7 separate regions of the Mus musculus genome follow, and regions 1, 3, 4, 5, 6 and 7 are each linked to region 2. A link is a contact called in public HiChIP or PLAC-seq and promoter capture Hi-C data. All regions are on one chromosome and are shown on one strand. Each heading gives the region's core, a stretch centred on a gene start, on an enhancer-like site or on the middle of the called end of the contact. The rest is flanking DNA. Distances are from core to core; before and after follow the strand shown.

The links. Promoter capture Hi-C pulls out the DNA fragments that hold promoters and counts their contacts. HiChIP or PLAC-seq counts read pairs in DNA pulled down with a chosen protein or histone mark.
Region 1: an H3K4me3 HiChIP or PLAC-seq map of pro-B cells shows a contact between it and region 2, with 2.6 times the contacts expected there. The contact joins the enhancer-like site here to the promoter of Dync1i2 in region 2. A contact is called at or near these places in 3 of 39 promoter capture datasets (the 3T3-L1 cell line, the C10 cell line and liver), 3 of 115 datasets of contacts at active chromatin or transcription factors (bone marrow-derived macrophages, large pre-B cells and pro-B cells) and 1 of 9 other capture datasets (liver).
Region 3: a contact with region 2 is called in a promoter capture Hi-C map of pre-B cells, with 4 times the contacts expected there. The contact joins the promoter of Tlk1 here to the promoter of Dync1i2 in region 2. A contact is called at or near these places in 12 of 39 promoter capture datasets (the 3T3-L1 cell line, 3T3-L1-derived adipocytes, the C10 cell line and 7 more), 1 of 484 Hi-C or Micro-C datasets (B cells), 4 of 115 datasets of contacts at active chromatin or transcription factors (bone marrow-derived macrophages, effector CD8 T cells, memory CD8 T cells and 1 more) and 1 of 9 other capture datasets (adipose tissue).
Region 4: a contact with region 2 is called in a promoter capture Hi-C map of liver, with 4 times the contacts expected there. The contact joins the promoter of Platr26 here to the promoter of Dync1i2 in region 2. A contact is called at or near these places in 6 of 39 promoter capture datasets (the 3T3-L1 cell line, hippocampal neurons, liver and 1 more) and 1 of 115 datasets of contacts at active chromatin or transcription factors (embryonic forebrain).
Region 5: a promoter capture Hi-C map of neural stem cells shows a contact between it and region 2. The contact joins the enhancer-like site here to the promoter of Dync1i2 in region 2. A contact is called at or near these places in 6 of 39 promoter capture datasets (the 3T3-L1 cell line, HPC-7-derived erythroid cells, hippocampal neurons and 3 more), 1 of 484 Hi-C or Micro-C datasets (palatal mesenchyme), 2 of 115 datasets of contacts at active chromatin or transcription factors (large pre-B cells and stem cell-derived neural progenitor cells) and 1 of 9 other capture datasets (macrophages).
Region 6: an H3K4me3 HiChIP or PLAC-seq map of the SCID.adh cell line shows a contact between it and region 2, with 22 read pairs. The contact joins the promoter of Dlx1 here to the promoter of Dync1i2 in region 2. A contact is called at or near these places in 23 of 39 promoter capture datasets (the 3T3-L1 cell line, 3T3-L1-derived adipocytes, the C10 cell line and 15 more), 12 of 115 datasets of contacts at active chromatin or transcription factors (the SCID.adh cell line, astrocytes, bone marrow-derived macrophages and 9 more) and 7 of 9 other capture datasets (adipose tissue, embryonic stem cells, embryonic tail and 4 more).
Region 7: a contact with region 2 is called in an H3K4me3 HiChIP or PLAC-seq map of embryonic basal ganglia, with 3 times the contacts expected there. The contact joins the enhancer-like site here to the promoter of Dync1i2 in region 2. A contact is called at or near these places in 8 of 39 promoter capture datasets (the 3T3-L1 cell line, 3T3-L1-derived adipocytes, the C10 cell line and 5 more) and 8 of 115 datasets of contacts at active chromatin or transcription factors (the 230-238 cell line, bone marrow-derived macrophages, embryonic basal ganglia and 5 more).

The regions. Positions count from the first base shown.
Region 1 is chr2:70,740,677-70,743,716 of GRCm38.p6, forward strand. Tlk1 (tousled-like kinase 1) reads right to left here. Exons shown (of 20, transcript NM_172664.3): 11 at 1,378-1,566. Among named protein-coding and RNA genes, the nearest start is that of Gm38528, 38 kb to the left of the region's middle. Within about 2 kb of position 1,490, at least 22 of the 459 cell types and tissues checked have an H3K27ac peak or open chromatin away from gene starts, as enhancers often do. A contact at or near this core is called in bone marrow-derived macrophages and pro-B cells, where this site is marked.
Region 2 is chr2:71,210,425-71,213,310 of GRCm38.p6, forward strand. It overlaps Dync1i2 (dynein cytoplasmic 1 intermediate chain 2), which reads left to right and starts at 1,522. Exons shown (of 16, transcript NM_010064.4): 1 at 1,522-1,650.
Region 3 is chr2:70,824,164-70,826,898 of GRCm38.p6, forward strand. Tlk1 (tousled-like kinase 1) reads right to left here and starts at 1,317. Exons shown (of 20, transcript NM_172664.3): 1 at 1,030-1,317. The coding sequence starts at 1,168.
Region 4 is chr2:71,718,062-71,720,835 of GRCm38.p6, forward strand. It overlaps Platr26 (pluripotency associated transcript 26), which reads left to right and starts at 1,356. Exons shown (of 4, transcript NR_037979.1): 1 at 1,356-1,447.
Region 5 is chr2:70,778,209-70,781,218 of GRCm38.p6, forward strand. All of the region lies in intron 2 of Tlk1 (tousled-like kinase 1), which reads right to left. Among named protein-coding and RNA genes, the nearest start is that of Tlk1, 46 kb to the right of the region's middle. Within about 2 kb of position 1,618, at least 48 of the 459 cell types and tissues checked have an H3K27ac peak or open chromatin away from gene starts, as enhancers often do. A contact at or near this core is called in neural stem cells and palatal mesenchyme, where this site is marked.
Region 6 is chr2:71,528,009-71,530,708 of GRCm38.p6, forward strand. It overlaps Dlx1 (distal-less homeobox 1), which reads left to right and starts at 1,437. Exons shown (of 3, transcript NM_010053.2): 1 at 1,437-2,298. The coding sequence starts at 1,986. It also overlaps Dlx1as.
Region 7 is chr2:71,579,717-71,582,492 of GRCm38.p6, forward strand. No RefSeq gene overlaps it. Among named protein-coding and RNA genes, the nearest start is that of Gm36857, 10 kb to the right of the region's middle. Within about 2 kb of position 1,470, at least 176 of the 459 cell types and tissues checked have an H3K27ac peak or open chromatin away from gene starts, as enhancers often do. A contact at or near this core is called in bone marrow-derived macrophages, embryonic basal ganglia and hippocampal neurons, where this site is marked.

The sequences.
Region 1 (3,040 bases), core at 240-2,739, 470 kb before region 2:
CATTTCCACAGCATTCAACAGAAGCCAAATGAGAAAAATCAAGTAATAAATTTAAATCAAGAGGTTAAAGACTTTTATGTGAAGAACTATAAAATACTGCTAAAGAATTAAAGGTCCGGGTATCTATAGAGGTAGAGTTAAAAGACTAGGCGTCTATAGAGGCAGAGGTAAATAAAGAACTAGGTTATTTATAGAGTAGAACTAAAGGACTAGGTATCTGTACAAGCAGAGTTAAAGGACTAGGTATCAATAGGGCGGAGTTAAAGGACCAGGTATCAACAGGGGAGGAGTTAAAGGTCTAGGTGTCTACAGTGGCAGAGTTAAAGGACCAGGTATCAATAGGGGCGGGGTTAAAGGACCAGGTGTCTCAAGAGAAGAACTAAAAGACCAGGTGTTAAAGGACTAGTGTCATTAGGTATAGAGTTAAAGCCCAGCACTTTTAAGATAGCCACTGTGTTGCTGAATATAGAACCTTAGTGCTTTTTAAACCAACAGTTGGGTATTCTAATTGAATTTAGAACAAAATTAGAAATGACTTGAAGAAGTGATTCTGAGATAGAATTTGAAGAAGTGGCCATGTTGGTCTGTTCATGTAGTGTCAGATTTTTGGAAGCCTGAGACAGGAGGACTGCTTGAATCCAGAAATTAAAGATCACCCCGGCAAAAGATTTGATAAAAATGGAACCGAGGGGAGAGAAAGGAAAAAGGAAGACTAATGAATGAATAATATGCCAGAGACTGGGGTATAATAGTGCAGAAAACACAAGACCTAGGCAGTATGTGTGTAGAGGGACAAATGGAGCTGTGTTTGTAATGTATGAGAGCTCTGCTTCCTGCTCACTGCTTTAAAAGTCCCTGACATGGCAGGAATGAGGGTCAAAGAACCTTTTCTCAATAAGGAGACACAAATGTGTCTATATAGAACGTCCAAGGGTATCTACATCTTTATTCACATAAATCTTTGTACAACTTCCCAAATCTTCTATAAACATGTAACTATTATCTAAGCATCTTTGTTCTTTGAATTACAAAGAGCAATTGACATAGAAAATTTAGAAAACAAAACAGAAAAAAGAAACAACTGTCTGAAACTACCTGTGAAGTACATTTATACATTCAGAAAATAAACCGCCAACAATATTAATTTGAACACTGCAGTGGTATAGGCAACTGATTCAGATACGAAAGGGGGTAAATCCCACTCAAAATCCACTGAAAACATTCAGGCTTGGAGATTATGTCAGAGATAACTTTTCAGTTAACATATTTCCTGGCTATATGTACTTTTGTTTTTGCTATATCAATTATGAATAACATTATTATTAGCATTCTCGCTCACTGCTAACAATGTAAGTGAAAATTTTAAAAGAAGCTTACAGTTGTGGTAAATTTGGCCTAACAAAGGGATCGTTTTCCGCTCCATTGACTGCCTTGGTCTTTCTTTGCTTGGCTTCAGAATTGGTAGCAGGTGCCTGAGAATTATTAGCTGTGGGAGGTTTGCGTTTGCCTAGAAGTTTTCTTTGCCGTTCAATGTCTTCCCTTTGTTGATTCACCCATTCTTGTTGCCTGTGTAAAAAGGAACAAATGAAACCACATTAATCTTCCATTATTTTCCACAACTAAAAATATATCAAAAGGATCACATAGTATAAAACTCTATTCTGTTGGCCCCACTCTTTTAAAAAATTTTAAGCATATACTTAATTGTTTTGTGTATGAAAGTTGTTTGTTCATTCTCTTTTTAGACAGGAGCTCACTGTGTAGCCCTGACTGGCCTGGAACTCAAAGTGATCCGTCTGCTTCTGCTTCTGAATGCTGGGATTAAAGGTGTGCACCAACACAACCAACTGAGTGTGTTGCCTATGTATTCATGTGCATCACAAGTGTGTTTGGTGCCTCTAAAGGCCAGATGAGGCTATCAGTTCACCTAGAACTGGAGTTACCGAAAGCTGTGAGCCATCACCTGCATGCTGGGAACCAAACCTTGGGCTTTAGGTCCTCGGGAAGAGTAGCCAAGTGTTCTCAACAGCAGAGTCATCTCTCTAGCCCCATGGGTCCCACTCTGGTGAAACAAAACATCCTACAGGTCTCACTTCATACAGTCTTTAAAGGAAGTGTTCCCTAAACCTCCAGATAAGAGGAAGTATGTGGTTACACAGTATTTCATAGTATCTTGTCCTTACTGAAAAATACCTTTCCTATAAAACTACACCAGAATGAGTTTGGTTAGGCTAATCTTTTCATTAAAATAGACAGTATACATATTACACACACACATTCTATTTTATTCTTACTATCTAGCATGGTGATCAAAATATACTAGTATACACACTAAGATTCTTTTAAATAAATGAACTAAAAACAAAACAAAGCAAAACCCAAGCCCCATCTAATCAAAGTTTGAGATAGATTTTAAACATATGTTTTATCATCCAACAATATTTTAGATAAGCTTATAAAAGGCAAGGGAAATTTTAATATGAAGTGATACTTTCTTAAAACTGTTGGTATTTTGAAATAAAAGATGACAATGTAAAAGCAAAAAGAAACTTGAAATTTCTACCTGTTACATTAATAAATACAAATTTAATAGCACTTCCCATTGATGTATCTAAAACAATTTTCCAAAGAGTTGAGAGTCTACAAACTAGTGGATATTATGTCTATTACAGAATATAGGCTGGTTGTAGACCTGTAATCTCAGAGTATGTGTGTATGGGGGAAGGGGATTGCAAGTTCGAAAGAAACTTAGGTTACAGAGCAAGCCTTGCATTAACAGTTGGGGGCATGTGCAAAGTGCATGTGTGGGGTTGGTCAGAAGACTAGGTCCCAGGGATACAGCTCAGTCTGTCAGGCTTGCTGCAAGTGTGTTAACCTGATGAGTAACCTCCACAGCCACGAAAGGAACTTGTGATCAGCCTTTCTCAGCCTAAAATACATTAAGCTTATTCTGATTGTAATCATGTTCCTTTTAGGAGTGGAGCACTTGTATAAGACTCGTGAGCCTTTTGGTCAGATTCCCCAGAACCTCACAAAAACA
Region 2 (2,886 bases), core at 272-2,771:
GGAACTGAGAACCCAGTGTTTCTCCGTTGAGAAGAGGAAAGTTTGTTTCAGCTCTGAGAGTGTGCAGCTCCATTCCTGGTACATGATGAATGGCTACTCATAACAATTTTCAAGTGACTAAACAAAAACTATTTGGAAAGAAGGAAACAAAGTCTGCATAACTAAACGCTCTTTGAAATTTTAAAGCTTCAAATTTGAGATCAATATTAAACTTAAACAATGTTCTTCCTGTCAGTTTTCTAGAAGATAAGAAAGTAATGCTTTGGTATTACCTTTAATATTTAGCAAATAACGCTTTAATACTTGGCAAATAATGCTTCAGATTATTCAAATAAATTCTTCAAGCCACATGCATCAGCCCATGCACTTCTGGTAAATTCTTATTTCAATTATTTTCTTTATATTAAAAATCTAACCAGATCCAATAGTATAAAATGCTTTCTTACCAAACACACTTTTTGGAGGAAACTATTCTGTTATAAAATACTAGAAATTATTTTTATGCTAATTATTTTTTTGTTTTGTTTTGTTTTGTTTTGTTTTTAGAGACAGGGTTTCTCTGTATAGCCCTGGTTGTCCTGGAACTCACTTTGTAGACCAGGCTGGCCTTGAACTAAGAAATCCGCCTGCCTCTGCCACTGTCTCCGGAGTGCTGGGATTAAAGGCGTGCGCCACCATGCCCTGCTTAAATTAATATATTTTTATTTAAAGATTTATTTATTTTATTTATACAAGAACACTGTAGCTATCTTCAGACACACCAGAAGAGGGCATCAGATCTCATTACAGATGGTTGTGAGTCACCAATGTGGTCGCTGGGAATTGAACTCAGGACCTCTGGAAGAGCAGCCAGTGCTCTTAACAGTTGAGCCATCTCTCCAGCCCCAATATATGTTTATTTTTGATCTTGTGTCACATGCTACAAGAATCCTCAATAATCCATGGCCCCTGCAAATCAATCTACGAGCACATGCCTATAAATAAACTTCTTAAAATGCCCTTTTCTCAGGTTCATTATGGAAAAACAGGACTTAAGATTTTGTTAATGTTGGGCCACAGACCTTAAGCAGCACATGCTGCATTGTAATCATTGTTCCACGGAAGAAAACACCTTCAATACAAACTCTGGAATGTTCTCATTAGCATTTTAAGGGCAGAAAGATGGCCTTGGTGCTGGGGACAGGAAAGCTAAGACTGACTACATATCCCAGCATTCCTTGCCTCTAGTGGGACCACAACTCCCACAGAGCTTCGCTCGCCCAGGCAGGGCGCCTGGTTGCCGGGACTTGAAGTTCTCTGGAGGTATTGAGGGCTCCGCCCCAGGATGTGAGGTGTGGTTGTCCAGCTTTTGCCAAAGCGGAAACGCTTCGGGCCCCGGGCCGGTGTATCTGTTTCAACCGGGAGATTCTGTTTTACAAAAGGTAAGTCACGGAGAGGCCGCCCCTCTGCGCTGGGCGGCAAAGACTCTGATTCTGTGTGAGACCGCGTCTCGGCGCAGCCATTTGTCCCTCGGCTCTCGCCGTAGCGGCCGCCGCCCATCCCTCTTTGTGTGCTTGGGACGCCGCGGATCTGCGGCGGCGACAGTTGGAGAGGGACGTTCCCGGGAAGTTACCGGCCAGAGAAAGCGATCTCCACTCCGCCACCTGACAGGTCGGTCGGCCGCGCTTCCTTCAAGTCCCTTTTGCCTCTGATGGCCGCTTTGGAGCTCGTAGGGCCGCCCGGCCGATATTCTGACAGCGCCGGCCCGGGTGACTCAAAGCGGCCTGGGGAGGCCACCAGGGCCCTTGGCAACCCTTCGGGACCCTCCGCAGGCGGCCTGGACCCTCGGGATTTGTCCTGCACCCGTCTGGTGGACCTCGGACACACCCCAGCCCGGACCGCACCCTCTTGGCCTTAAGCCTAGGGAGAAAGTAATTCCTTAAGCTTTGCTTGGTTTTTATTAATAAAGATCACTACTACTTGGGTCAGTAGCAATGACCAGGCACCTAGCGTGTGTGTTGGAGGTCTCTGAACACTGTGATTGTAAACATCATTCTAGACACTTTCCTTTTTCCGGAGTTTTAAGAAAATGAACCTGTCAGTCACGGAGCAGAGGCCCTGACCTGTCTGATAATGAGGGAGCTAACTGATCGCCCGTGCTTCAGCGGGACAAAATAGTTAGAGTTGAAGGAAGAAGTATTTCTTCAAACTAGATTCCAGGCAGTATTGGTATATTGTTGACAATTGGTCCTAAACAGAAAATAATATGTATTATTTATCATACATAATACAAAAAAAAATCATACAGAGTGATGTGTATGGAAACTTTCTTCAACAGCCCTTACAGTATGAAGCTTTTTAGAGACCTGAAAAGAGTGGGTGAAGAAACACGAGCTTTGCTTTGCGAGTTTGTTCAAATGACTTGGTTGGGAGTATATATAAGAGTGTATATTCTAGCTGCATATGTATCAAAAGATGGCCTAGTCGGCCATCACTGGAAAGAGAGGCCCATTGGATACGCAAACATTGTATGCCCCAGTACAGGGGAACGCCAGGGCCAAAAAGGGGGAGTGGGTGGGTAGGGGAGTGGGGGTGGGTGGGTATGGGGGACTTTTGGTATAGCATTGGAAATGTAAATGAGCTAAATACCTAATAAAAAATGGAAAAAAAAGTGTATATTAAAGGGATTTCCTGTTACTTGCTCACTAGTTTTTGCCCACTGTCCTGTCTTTCTGAAGTACGCTACCAAGAATTCTCCCTTTTTCATTTACATAGAAGAATGTTTTTCATTTTCATAGATGAATTTTTCCTCCTTACCAAATTTGCCCTTAATCCAACTTTATTGTGATCCTAAGAGATTCCTAGACTTTTCAAGAGGTTATTAACCCAGTTTCCTTAATCAAAAGC
Region 3 (2,735 bases), core at 67-2,566, 390 kb before region 2:
CTCAACCACTGGATCCGGGCAAGAAACATTTGATTAGCAATTACCAAAGCTATGGATAATAAATATAGACATATTTTCAAAATACAATAATCCGAACGACTCATAAACCGAAGCTCTGAATTTCTTTACAAGGCTTACTAGACTGCTGGACTTTCAAACGTTTTCTTCTTTTTTTTAAAGGTGCTGATAATCTCCTTGTGCGAGACAACCGGGAGCGAACAGCCCATTTACCGATTGCTAACGAATACGACTTCGCATTTTCCAGACAAAAGGGCGTTAAAAGAGATCCGATGCAAATTTATTCTTCCCTGGTAAAGGAGTGTTCTCCCGAATTCCATTTTATGGAGTATACTTAAAGTTAAAGGCAGCAAGTTCATTTTTTAGTCAAAAGCACTAGGTGCCTTACTAGCTGTGTGACTGCTACATCTGGTGGCAGAACACTTGCATGCAAGGAGCCAGAAAACTTAGAAAACAATTGTAACCGATCTCAGTGCGTGTTTTGCAGAAACCTTCAAGCAGGAATTTCCACCAAAAAAAAAAAAAAAAAAGCCCACCACCCTTGGGCAGAAAGGAACACGAGCGTACTTGCAACCCACGAGCATAACGTTCAAACATGCAGGAGCCGATGGCGAAGGAAGGAAAGTTGCAACCATCTGGGGGGGGGGGGGGGGTGGCACGAGCAGCCTTGCCCACGAGTCGGTCTGCCGTTGGGATCGCTCTAGGGGCCGCGATGGGGATCCGACTCGGATCCGAGGCAGCCCAGAGCATGCGGGAGGCGGGCGAGGGGCATCTTAACCGGTCCCGGCGGCCCGGCTTGCGGCGCGGGGACCGCCTCTATGGGAGGAGTGCGGGCTAGGGGAGGGGGCTCGCGCGCCGAGGCTGCACCGCGAGGGCAAACCCACCCGAGCCCCGAGGCCAGGAGGCTCAGGGAGCCAGGGCAGGCCTCCCGCCCGCGAACCGCCACCCCCCACCCCAGCCCGGGGTCCGCGCGGGCCGAGGGAGCCCGCGGGAGGGCGCGGCGGCGCTTACCTTCCCTGGGCCTCCCGGATGGCGGCGTGTGATTCAGCAGGGACCTGGCCGCCGCCGCCGAGCCCGGGGTTGGAGACGTGGAGAGCCGGGACCAAGATGGCGGCCCCTCCAAACTTCCACTGCTACTTTGGACACTCATCAAGCTACTTTCTGGGAGCCCGACTCCCCCCCTGCGACGGCGGCGGCACCGGCACCCGCCTCCGTCATGGCGGGGGCCGCGCTGAGGGCGAGCGCGGGCGCGAGGGCTGGGAGGGGAGCGCCGCGCCGCCGAGGGAGCGCGCCGGGCGGAGGGCGGGCGGGGAGGGTAGCGCCGAGGGGAGGCGAGTGGCCGGGGCCGCGGGGCCGGGGCCGGAGCGCGGGCGGAGCGCGGGCCGCGCCGACCGAGGCCACTTCCGCGGGCGGAACCTGCCGGCACCTCTGCAGTGCGTCGGGCCCCGGCGTCGCCCGGGCGGTGGCGGGCGGTGGGTGGCGGCTGAGGCGGCGGGGTAACCTCTGCATCAGTTACGGGCGGCGGCGGCGGCGGCGTCACGCGCCGCCAATGCAAACACTATCGCGAGGCTCCTGCGCCTCCGGTAGCAGCGGCGGCGGCGGCGGCCGCGGGGCCGGCAGGGGGGAGGGGGGAGGGCCCTGCCCGGGCGGGGCGAGGGCGGGGAGGGCGCGAGCGCGCTGGGAGGCGCGGGGCCCGCGGCGCGGCGCGGAGCGGCGAGTCGCGTGCGCGGAGCCGGCCGGAGGGAGGCGCGCCCCCGCTGCCACCTGCCTCCCCCTCGCCGCGGCGCGCCTGCTCCGAAGCGCGCCCCACACCCAGCCTGCCCGAGACGCCTCTGCTCTCGCCTGGCTCCGGAGTCTCAAAATGGAACTGAAAAGTTGAGAGTTGCTTCTTGCCCTTCAGGAGAAAAAGAAGAAAGAGAAGAAGGAGAAGAAGGAGAAAGAAAGAAAGAAAGAAAGAAAGAAAGAAAGAAAGAAAGAAAGAAAGAAAGAAAGAAAGAAAGAAAGAAAGAAAGAAAGAAAAAGAAAGAAAGAGCAGTGTGCACTTATCCATCTGCAAAACAGGAGTAGTCACGGAATTAAAAAAAAAAGAACCTAAGAAAATAAAACTTTCCTTAAAACAATCTACCAAAAGAATTGAGAAACCCTACCGGTGGGGTAGCCTGAGTGTGTGGTATAGCTGTTTGTTCTTTGTTTTCACAGAAGTGGAAAATCTAAATAGAAAATGTTGACTACTGAATTCACAGTAAAAAACACAAAAAACAAAAAAACTATAGTGTTCATCTTGAAGAAGGTATAGTTTCTAGAAATTTCCAGTTTCTGGTGCCGCTGTTGAGTATTGACGACGAATTCCCAAAACAAATTACAGCATTTGCTAAAATTTATAGATAGAGCATAGCTTTCTGCACACCCACGTACACACACCAGCGATTGGCCATCTTGTTCATAAAAGAGCAAGTCTGGTAGTCCAGGAAAAATACGACAAGGTTACTGCTCTCTTTAAACCAAATTGAATAGAACACTAAAATGATTATGCTATAGAGCAACTGTGCAGGCATAAGGAAATGACATGATTACCAGGGGGACCAAAATGTCATTTCTATTTTTTATTTTTATGACTTTGCATTTCTCATCGTAATGTTTTCTTCAGATAAACTGTACTCCCAGAATAGAGCCTTGGTTGTCAGCTATGCCAGAAGTCACTGGGGTGTTCCTGTGCT
Region 4 (2,774 bases), core at 106-2,605, 510 kb after region 2:
AGACTGGGCTGAGTCTTTCACCTGGGGGCCTGATAAGCAGATACAAGCCCTGCTCCAAGCCATTCTAACTTTCGAAGGTTTGAAGTGGAACTTCAGACCTGTCTTTTCTTTGGTTGGTTGGTTGGTTTTTTTGTTTTGTTTTGTTTTGTTTTGTTTTGTTTTGTTTTGTTTTCGAGACAGGGTTTCTCTGTATAGCCCTGGCTGTCCTGGAACTCACTTTGTAGACCAGGCTGGCCTCAGAAATCCGCCTGCCTCTGCCTCCCGAGTGCTGGGATTAAAGGCGTGCACCACCACACCCGGCTTCTGTCTTTTCTTTGTTAACCAGATAGATTTTTTTTTTTTTAATCTGTTGAAGTTTAGCTCTGGTTCTGCCTCCCAGTCCGATGCTCCCGGAAATAAGACTCAGACTTAAATTATATTTACAAATACCTTGGCCATATAGCTAGGCTCTACTCTGACTAGATCAAAACTAAAGATACCTATTTAACCTACACTCTGCCACATGGGTGGCTGTGGCTGGTTACCTGTGCTCTGGTACCCCTCCCGCCTCTATTTTCTGCCTAAGCCGTAGGCCATGGATTTTTTAATTGACAGGTGAGGTATCTTGTGTACCTTACACAAGATACTCTCTCCACAAAAATCTAATATTTTATTAATTCTTTGAGACTTGCATACATAATAGAATGTATTTTAGGTATATTCACCCCCATTCCTCTCAGATCTATCTTCATGTCTCCTCCTGTCTTCTCTCTCTCTCTTTTTTTTTATAACATACTGGGTTTTATTTATTTATTTATTTATTTATTTTTGCTGTAAAGAGACACAATGAGCATGTAAAGTTGCTTCATGAAGAAAAACCTTTAATTGGGGCTGGCTTACAGGTTCAGAGGTTTACTCTGTTATCATCATGGTGGGAAGCATGATGACAGACATGGTACTGGAGAAGGCTCTACATCTGGATCTGCAGGCAGCAGAGAGAGCGAGCCACCCGGTGAGGGTTGAGCTTCAAAGCCTGCGCCCAGTGACACACTTCCTCCGATGAGGCCACATCTACTCCAACAAGGCCACATCCCCTAATACTGCCACTCCCTATGAGCCTATAGGGCCCATTTTCATTCAAACTATCATGCCCATTCAGTTCCGTTTATTCTGTCCTTCCAGACATCCGTCTGGGTCATCCACTGCAGTTTGGTCAAACAAAGACCACACCCATAAGAAAACTGACTCCCCGGCCGTTAGCTCCTTAGCTAGGGGTCAGAGTTCATGAGCCCCTCCCACCTCTGCACCCAGCCTTGTCTTTAAAAAGCTCTGGCGTCTCTGATGTGGACCTCACTTTGGAAACACTGACAGAGAGCTTTCAGAGATGCAGTGACTCTGCCAGATGCTTCAGTGTCTCCCAGGAGGCAGGTTTTGCAGTGCATGGAGAGGAACCAGCTGGCAGAGAAAGGTGGGAATGCCATTCTGGGAAGAGAAGCCCAGTGCTGGGGCTCTGGTGACCATACTGTCTCTTCCTGTGACTCTTTGTGCATGTGTCTCAGGTGTTAACCACTCCAGCCCAGAGTGCCAAAGTTAAACAGCCTGGGCTTTGTGGAGAGCTGGGAAGCCGCCTCCTGTGTTCACAGTAGGTTTGGAACTTGACCATGCTTATCTACCGAACAAGGCAGGACCTGTGACTGGCTGCACAATTAGCCAAGATGTTACAGTGCTCCCACAAAAAGAGGTGACAGCAAGGCCAGCCAGGGTGTCATAGGAGAGCCCTGCCTGTGAATAATGAACCAGCGCCGGGCCTGAGCTTGGCAGCCTGTCTGTTAGCCTGTCTGTTAAGACACTGTGAGAGCCTGTTGGCAAAACCTGGCATTCTGGGACAAAAAGCTCAGCCAGAATGGCCTGCTACATTAGACAGGAGACAAAGAAACCTGGCCCAGGCTAGAGGCACTTGCCTTTAGACGAGGCAGTAACATTGCAAGAGACTGTGGTTTCAGCTGCAGTTAGAAGGGTCCCCAGGGTCCTGGAAACCTTGTTTTGTGATGAGACAAAGCTCTGGTGAACCAAAGCTGCCTCTCTGCCCCCCACCCCACCACTACCTGTGCATTAGCAGGAATCCTAGATTACCATGGAATTTAACAGGTACATGAACATGAAGCATGTGTACATGTTGAATAACCATGAGGAAATCTCTCAGGACACACAGAAGAATTACTTGTGTGTGTGTGTCTCAGTATGTGTGTCTGTGTAAGAATGTGTCATGAAGATGTGTGTGTGAGAAAGAGTGTGTGTGTGCGTGTGAATATATGTGAGTGTGTAAGTGTGTATATGTGTTCTGTGTGTGAATATATGTGAGTGTGTAGGTGTGTATATGTTTTGTGTGTATGTGGGTGTCTATGTGTCTATGAGGACGTGTGTGTGTGTGTGTGTGTGTGTGTATCTGTGTGAGTATGTATGTGTGTGTGTGAGCATGTCTCTGAGAGAGTATGTCTGTGTGTGAGTGTATATTACAAGTGTGTGTGTCTGTGTGAATGTGTATGAGTGTGTGCCTATGTTTCAGTATGTTTGTAAGTGTGTATCTTTATGTGTATGTAGGAGTATAAACGTGTATCTATGTGTGTGATGGTTTGTATATGCTTGACCCAGGGAGTGGCACTATTTGGAGGTATGGCCCTGTTGGAGTGGGTGTGGCCCTGTTGGAGTGGGCGTGGCCTTGTTGGAGTGGGTGTGTCACTGTGGGTATGGCCTTTAAGACCCTCATCCTAGCTGCTTGGAAGTCAGTATTCTGC
Region 5 (3,010 bases), core at 368-2,867, 430 kb before region 2:
AGAGCGTGTAATACTTGTTCTTCTGCACCTGGCTTATTTCACCCAACAGTGTCCTCTAGTTCTGCCAGTTTTGACACAAATGGCAAATGTTTTTATCTTTTAAAATGGCGCCTGCCAGCTTATTGTATGTGCACCAAAATGTTCAGAAGAAAACATCAGTTTCTCTGACACTAGAGTTACAGGCAGCTGTGAGCCACCATTTGGGTACTGGGAATCCAACCCAGGTCCTCTGGAAAAGCAGCTAGTTCTCTTAACCACTGAGCCATCAACAGTCCTCTTTTTTTTTTAAGATTTATTTTCATTTTAAGTGGATGAGTGGTGAGTGCATATCTTTGTTTTGTACCAAGTGTGCAGTCCTCAAGGGAACCAGAAGATGGTGTCAGATCTTCTTGAACTAGAGTTATACAAGATTGTGAACTGCCATGCCCAAGTGCTAGGAACTGAACCTGGGTCCTCTGGTGGAGTAGCTAGGGTTCTTAACCACTGAGCAATCTCTCCAGCCCTGAGATTTCACATTTATCATTGAAAAGTACTTCTTTGTATTTTTTTTTATCTCTGATATACTGACTTCATTTCCCTTGGGTATATTCTAGAAGCAAGACAGCTATTTCATCCTATAGACTTAGTTTTTCTGAAGAATCTCCTCTGATTTACATAATGGCCACCCTAATTTGCATTCCCACAGGCAGTGACTAAGACTTTCTTTTTGTTCCCATCATGGCCTGCATGTTATTTCTGCTATTTTGGAATAGCCATTCTGATGAGGGTAAGATAATATCCCATCACAGTTCTGATTTGCATTTCCATGACAGCTACTGATGTGTAATTCTGTAAAGCTTTCACTGATAATCTCTGAGGAATCATAACTAGCAGGTACAATTTTTTAAGCCGAAACTACTAAAACTAAATTTTAAGAATTTGCTTCTTCATTTAAATGCCTCCACATTTTATGTCTTCTTGGATAGAAAGAGAGATCAAGGGGCTGGAGAGATGGCTCAGCGGTTAAGAGCACTGACTGCTCTTCTGAAGGTCCTGAGTTCAATTCCCAGCAACCACATGGTGGCTCACAACCATCCGTAGCAAGATCTGGCACCCTCTTCTGGAGTGTCTGAAGGCAGCTACAGTGTACTTACATATAATAAATAAATAAATAAATAAATGAATAAATAAATAAGAAAGAGAGATCAACTCCCAAAGTTATCCTCTGGCTTTCCCACAGGCATGCCACATAGCACAAGTATGCACACACTCACACTTAAGATTAAACAAATAGAAAATTACTTGTTAGGAGTCCTTATGTAGCTAATAAGCATAAATCAGACCATAAAATATTAAAGGCCATTCTATCCCATAAAATCCTATTGGGAATATCTGCAGGAGACAAGGGAACATCAAACTCTAACCCATCACCTATTTTAACAAAGTTTCGCTGGAATGTAACCAACTACACACTGAATGACAGTTGGTCTATGGCTATTTGAGTGCCATGTCAGAATGAAGTAAAGCACTGTGGCAGAATTCATATGACATTAACTACTTGGCCCTGTAAGAAGTTCTCCAAATGCAGCTACACAGACCCTATGAAAACTCAGGGGCAGAGGTGAAGAACTGAATGCAGTACTGTACTTCACCAATAGATGCCCCCATCTAACCATGCTAATCTAATATAAATTGACTCCCTAAAAAGCACTGTCTCAAATTTTTAATTCAAAACTTAAGTCTTATGATATCAAACACAATTAACCCTTCCTATCTTAGGTACTCAACCTCCACTGGGACTTTGAGTAGGCAAGCATCAGGTTATTTGTTTTGTGCTGCCTTACATTTTTGGTGTACTACAGACACTGTAAAGAGCCTTCTCATACACACTCCTGACCCATGCCTATAGCTAAAAACACAAGAGAAAACACAACCAAAAGCAATCAGCAACGAAGCCAATCAGCTCTTTCCCTAGAAACAGTCAGCCTCAACCTTTCCTAATGCTCAGACCCTTTACCACTGCTCCTCATGCTGTGGTCACCCCCAATCATAACATTATTTTCATGATTCCATAACTGTAATCTTGCTACTGTTATGGATCATAATGTGTGTGGGGTGGTGGGCTGTGCACAGACAACCTGGTCCCCAGTCTAGCAAAAGTCTGGAACCCCAGTGACCCAGTGGGGGGTGATTTCCACCTGCATGGGACAGCAGGTGTTCTGCCATGCCTCCTGGGTCCCTGGCTCCTATCAGTAGGTAGCTACAGCCTCCCCAGCCCCCCACAGAGAGGTATGTGGCCATCAGTCATGTAGGAGCCGCACCGAGCCCTCCCACATGCAAATAAGGTTTCCCCAAAGCTCTCAGACAAAACCAATGAGAAGTACCTGCTGCCAGACAGACCCTTACCCACCCCAAAACTGTATATAAGAATCCTATCCGGAAGGATTAAAGGCATGAGAGAACTACTTGGTCATCCAAGCCTTCTGTCCTAAGAGCTGTAACACTTAGGAAGAGGTCTGCTCTCCCGAAGCTCTGCCTGAAGCTCCGCCACACTCCTCACTGGCTAGTCAGCCTCTTGTCAGCCCAACCCAAACCGACTCAGTGCAGGGCTGCTCTGGCCGGGCCAGAGATCTCCTTGGAAAGCCTTTGGTACACAGGCCCACAAATGTGAATATTTTTGGAGACAGAGGTTTACCATGGGGTGATCCACAGATGGAGAGCTTAGGCTCTCAGAGAGACATAAGCATGGGGTGGAGGAGAAAGGTGTTGCTTCATGGGCTGGCTTCCCTTAAGACCACCACAATCAGAAGGGAAACAGTTCTGTTGGCCAAAGTTGCCCTGCCTTGTCCAAGTCTCATTTTCTCAGCCTCAGAACCATTCAGTGAATTGTCCCACGAGCTACAAAATCTTTTCCCTTCCATAAACAGCAAACTCGCCTCTTTTTTTTTCAAATAAAGTCCAGTAACTAGTATAAAATGTAAATCACTTCAAAATGGTTTGGCAAAAAATCTGGAGTGGACAAAAGATAACG
Region 6 (2,700 bases), core at 187-2,686, 320 kb after region 2:
GAGAGAGAGAGAGAGAGAATGAGAATGAATCCCCTGTACTCATATCTGTAACGACATCACCGATGTAATTTGTTTTGAATGTTCATTTTTATTGGTGTTCCCTCTGCCAAAATGTGCTTGATTACAGAGGTCTCCCTGTGATCACTGTGCACTCCAGATAGGGGAAGGTGCCGCGGCGCAGGTTCAGCTCAGGCCAGATCAAATCCCCGGGCTGTTTAACGCTGAAAGGCTGCATGTTGCTATTAGTGTTAAATATATGGCTAATTATGCGTATGAAAATTAAACATCAGTGTTATGCTAATGGGGCGCCTTCAGCTGCGGATCTGAGCACTTGAGACTACCATTTAATCAAATGAATCAGTAACTAATACGTGTGCACGTGTGAACTTTCACAAGATCATTTCCCCCGGTCCCCGTCACACCGCTAAATTATGAAAGAAATAATTATCAACACTTTCTAATTACCTAACAAAGTAATTTGGGATTCATCGTGGGGCTGGCGGGATTGGGAACCAACAGTCCCTAGCAACCAGCGTAGTTTGCGCCACGCGAGGTGGTGTGTGGTAGTAGTGGGGGGGTGGAGTGCGAGAGAATCTTTTGTGCACTTTTCAACACTTGCACCCAGATGGTAGACAGCGCGCTTTGGCAGCTCTTTCCTTCACCAGCTTCCCCACCTCACCCCCGGGCCCGGAGGCTCCAGCTTTGGCCACTGGAGGTGAGGAAGAGATCGGGCGACAGAGAGGGGCATATCTAAACACAAATATTCAAGCCTACCACTGATCAGGATTTGCTGAGGGTGTCGGTGTCTCCCTAGGACTCCCAAACCCCAAGTACTCTGGCCAGACCCCAGGAGGTCGGAAAATGACCACCTGGCAGGAGTTCGATGCACCAGCCACCAGGCGACTGCGGGCCCTCAGGACTCCACGCTGAGCCGCGCCCTCGGGGCGAGTGAGCCCGGGGCTCGTGGCTCAGGGGGAGTGGAGAGGGGAGGGGGAGGCAGGAAGGTTGGGAGGGAAAGGAGGGGGGAGGCGGTGCGGCCGCCTTTCCTGGGTGGAGAAGCGTGGGTTCCTGGCTCTCCACGCGCACTGCTTTGATCAGACCCGTGCAGCCTCGAGCTGGAGTGGCCAGCTGGGCCTGGAGAGATGCGAGCAAGCCCCTGGGAACGGTGGCAACGGCGGGGCGGCGGCCGAGTGAGTGAGTTGGGCCAGAGGGCCCCCAAACCCAGATCCCCGGGATGTGGCCGAGAGAACCCCAACCTGGGAGGCGCGGCCTGGAGCGCGCTGAGCTAGGCACAAGACGCTCAGAAGGACCGCTGGCTGCAGGCTACCTGGGTTGTCGCCCAGTGCGCGACTCCGCGATCCAGAGACCGCGGCCGGACTCTGGAGCGGCGCTCCGCACCGGACTAGGTGACCTCAAGAAGAAGTGGTCCGGGGTCCCAGGCGTTGGGGGCGGGCGAAGGGTGGGGACAGCAAGGGGGAGGGCGACGGCAGGGCGCGGCTGGTTGGTTTCTGGGGCGGGAAGCGCGCGAGGGAGGCGGGAGGCTGGAGTCGCGCGCCTTCGAGGTTCCTGCGCGGACGCCGCAGCCCATTGTGCGTCCCGCTCCGCGCGCTCTGTTGCAGAGGAGCCCCGGCCGGGACGTGTGGACCGGATTCTCCCCAGGCCGGGCCGCGTCGCCCGCTCTAGTCCAGCCGAGCCCGAGCTTCTCGGACCAATCCCCGGTGATTATGCAAGAGAGCCGACCAATCAGCTCCACCAGCTCATGAATATTTATGACCTTGGCTGAGTCAAAGCTTTGAACCGAGTTTGGGGAGCTCGGCAGCATCATGCTTAGACTTTTCAAAGAGACAAACTCCATTTTCTTATGAATGGAAAGTGAAAACCCCTGTTCCGCTTAAATTGGGTTCCTTCCTGTCCTGAGAAACATAGAGACCCCCAAAAGGGAAGCAGAGGAGAGAAAGACCCACACCCAGACCCCGCGAGAAGAGATGACCATGACCACCATGCCAGAAAGTCTCAACAGCCCCGTGTCGGGCAAGGCTGTGTTTATGGAGTTTGGGCCGCCCAACCAGCAAATGTCTCCTTCTCCCATGTCCCACGGGCACTACTCCATGCACTGTTTACACTCGGCGGGCCATTCGCAGCCCGACGGTGCCTACAGTTCGGCCTCATCCTTCTCCCGACCGCTGGGCTACCCCTACGTCAACTCGGTCAGCAGCCACGCGTCCAGCCCCTACATCAGTTCCGTGCAGTCCTACCCCGGCAGCGCCAGCCTCGCCCAGAGCCGCCTGGAGGACCCAGGTACGTGCGCTTGCCAGGGACAAGGAGAGAAGGGAAGGAGAATAGGAGAGAGGGGGAGAAGGGGAGGGGGAAAGAGAAAAGACAAGAGAGTGTGGGGTAGAGAGGTGGGTGGGGGTGGGGAAAGCGCGGAAGTAGTAGAGGTTTCGGATATCAATCTGTGGATCCTTGTCACTGAAAAGAAAAAAATTATAAGTCAATTCAATTTACAACTGTCCAGCAAAGGATAAATCCGAGCGCGTCTCCTGGCACTGGCTGGGCCTCTGGGCCGCTCGGTGCGCCGAGCACACAATGCCCTGCTGGAAAACAGAAACCCACATGTGCACGTATTAGTCTCGGTAATTATTTATTGCGTAGCGCTATAAACAATGTATGCAATTAAGGGTAATTAAACCTCAACTACCG
Region 7 (2,776 bases), core at 220-2,719, 370 kb after region 2:
ACACACACACACACACACACACTTTTATTAGAGATTTTCTAGATATTTTCTTTATTTACATTTCAAATTTTATCCCCTTTCCTCATTTCCCCTCCACCCCCCCCATCCCATCCCCGTTCCCCCTCCCTCACTAACCCACCCACTCCTGCTTCCCTGTCCTGACATTCCCCTACACTGAGGCATCAAGCCTTCACAAGACCAAGGACCTCTCCTCTCATTGATGTCCCACAAGGCCATCCTCTGCTACATATGCAGCTGGAGCCATGGGTCCTTCCATGTGTTTTCTTTGGTTGCTGGTTTAGTCCCAGGGAGCCCTGGAGTTTCTGGTTAGTTCATATTGTTGTTCCTTCTATGGGGCTGCAAACCCCTTCAGCTCCTTGGGTCCTTTCTCTAGCTCCTCCATTAGGGACCCTGTGGTCAGTCCAATGGATGGCTGTGAGCCTCCACTTCTGTATTTGCCAGGTACTGGCAGAGCCTCTCAGGAGACAGCTATATCAGGCTCCTGTCAGCAAGCACTTGTTGGCATCCACAGTAATGTCTGGGTGTGTTGACTGTATATGGGATGAATCCCCATGTGGGACATTCTCTGGATGGCGTTTCTTTCAGTTTCTGCTCCACACTTTGTCTCTGTATCTCCTCCAATGGGTATTTTGAGTCCCACTTCTAAGAAGGAAGCTACTTATATTTTTAAGTTGGCCACCAACACCTCAAACTGAATCTTACATTCTGAGGGTATTTTCCCTTGTAAAATATGTTTTTACTCTATTATCTATTATATATATTTATCTAATATATTATAATATTACATCTATATTATATAAATATTTATATAATTACAGATATTATATGATGCATATTATACATTATATATAACATATCATTATATATAATAGGGACTGAACTAACCAATGGTGGGGCATCCATTGCGCATCACTGGTACGTTGGACAAGGGCGCAGCATTATATACACAGTATTAGCCATTTAATGTTCAATCAACAATAAATGTAAAATCTGAGTGTGAGTGCTGCGGTTGACCCATTACTTCTGTTTTCTGTTTCCTCAACTCAGGGTCGCTTCTGTCTGTACAAGAGGCTAAATGCAGAAGCAGGCAGCTTTAGGTTGAGTCGGCTTGCGCGATTATAAATAGATTTTGCATGATTGTCAGAATCACCCTTGAGAGGAAAGCCAGGGTTCCTTCTTTGGGCTCCCAAACTATCAAAAGTGTGAAAACTGTAAACCAGAACCTCCACCCCACCCCCCTCCCCAAGTCACCAGAACGTCCCAGAACTTTCGTTTTCAGCCACATCATCAGATGTGAGAAAGCAAGAAAGATAATCAGATCTGGCAACGTTGATTTGGCAAATACTCTCCGCCGGCGGCTCCCGGTGTCCCCGGCGGCGGGCGCAGTTTCCCCGCGGCCCGCTGGGTCGCACTGTGGCCTCGGGAAAGAGCCTGACCCGGGCCGGATGGGGAGGGCGGGGCAGCCACCGCAAAGCCTGCGGATGGGACCGCGGGTCCCAGCGGCTGCACCGCTCCAGCCCGCGGGACCCACTCGCGTCACCGTTAGGGACACCGTGGGGTCTCTCATGGATCGGAAGGAGAAATGGCTCCGAGGATCCTGCGTGCGCCCTGAAAGCGCGTGGTCTTGGGCGCGCTCCTTTCCAGAGTGGGCACAGGGCGGCTCTGCGCCATTGCTCTGTCTGCGGTTTATCATATGCTGACACTTGTATTTTGTTAGATACATTTCCCTAGCTTCGTTCCTCCATGGTGAGCCCCCATCATTTAATTTTCCATGCGTTGTCATTGCTTGAATGGGGCATAGAGTCTAAAATACCACAGACCTCTACAATCTTAACGTAATGTTTATTAAATATTTTTAATTAGCTATTTTTTCTTTTAGATTAATTTCTTTCAACTTATGTGTATGCATGTTTTGCCTGCATGCATGCCTGTGCACCATGTACACGCCTGGTGCTAGAAGAGGTGTTGGATCGCCTAGAACAGAACTTGAAGTTGGTTGTGAGCCACCATTTAGGTGCTGGGCTCTGAACCCAGGCCCTCTGCAAAAACAGCAAGTGCTCTTAATCACTGAGCCATCTCTCCAGTCCAATTAGCTTGTTATTAAAATGGGGATTCGAAGGCTGGAGGCTGGCTCTGTGGGTAAAGACACAGTGTAGTCAACCCTGACAACCTTAGCTAATTCCCCAAACCCACACAGTGGAAGTGCAGAACCATTCCAGGAAAGTTATCCTTTGACCTCTCTGTGGGAACACACACAAACACACACACACAGACACACACATACACACACAGAAACACACACACAGACAGACAGACACACACAGAGACACACGACACACAGACACACACACAGACACATACACACACACAGACACACATACACACACACACACACACACACACACACACACACACACACTGATGTTAAAATGGAAAATAGAATGCACGAGGCAGAGAAGTGAATAGCTTTCCTCTTTAGCCAGACCTCCACTGTGTCTGCACACTTCCTCTGGTTTTCTCCCAGATCAAGTTTGTAGCCTTAAAAACAAAACAAAAACAAAAAACAAAAAAACCCTCCTCACCATCAAATCTCGTCGTCATCCTTGACACGCTCCTACCCCATCAAGGATCTTGGAGATGGCTTCACAGGCACGTGTGTAGACACTGCATCCTTTAGGAGTGGCTGCCTGGTGTTCTTTTATACCAGGAACCTATAATTATTCAATCAATCCCTGATTGAAGGATATTGAGTTTG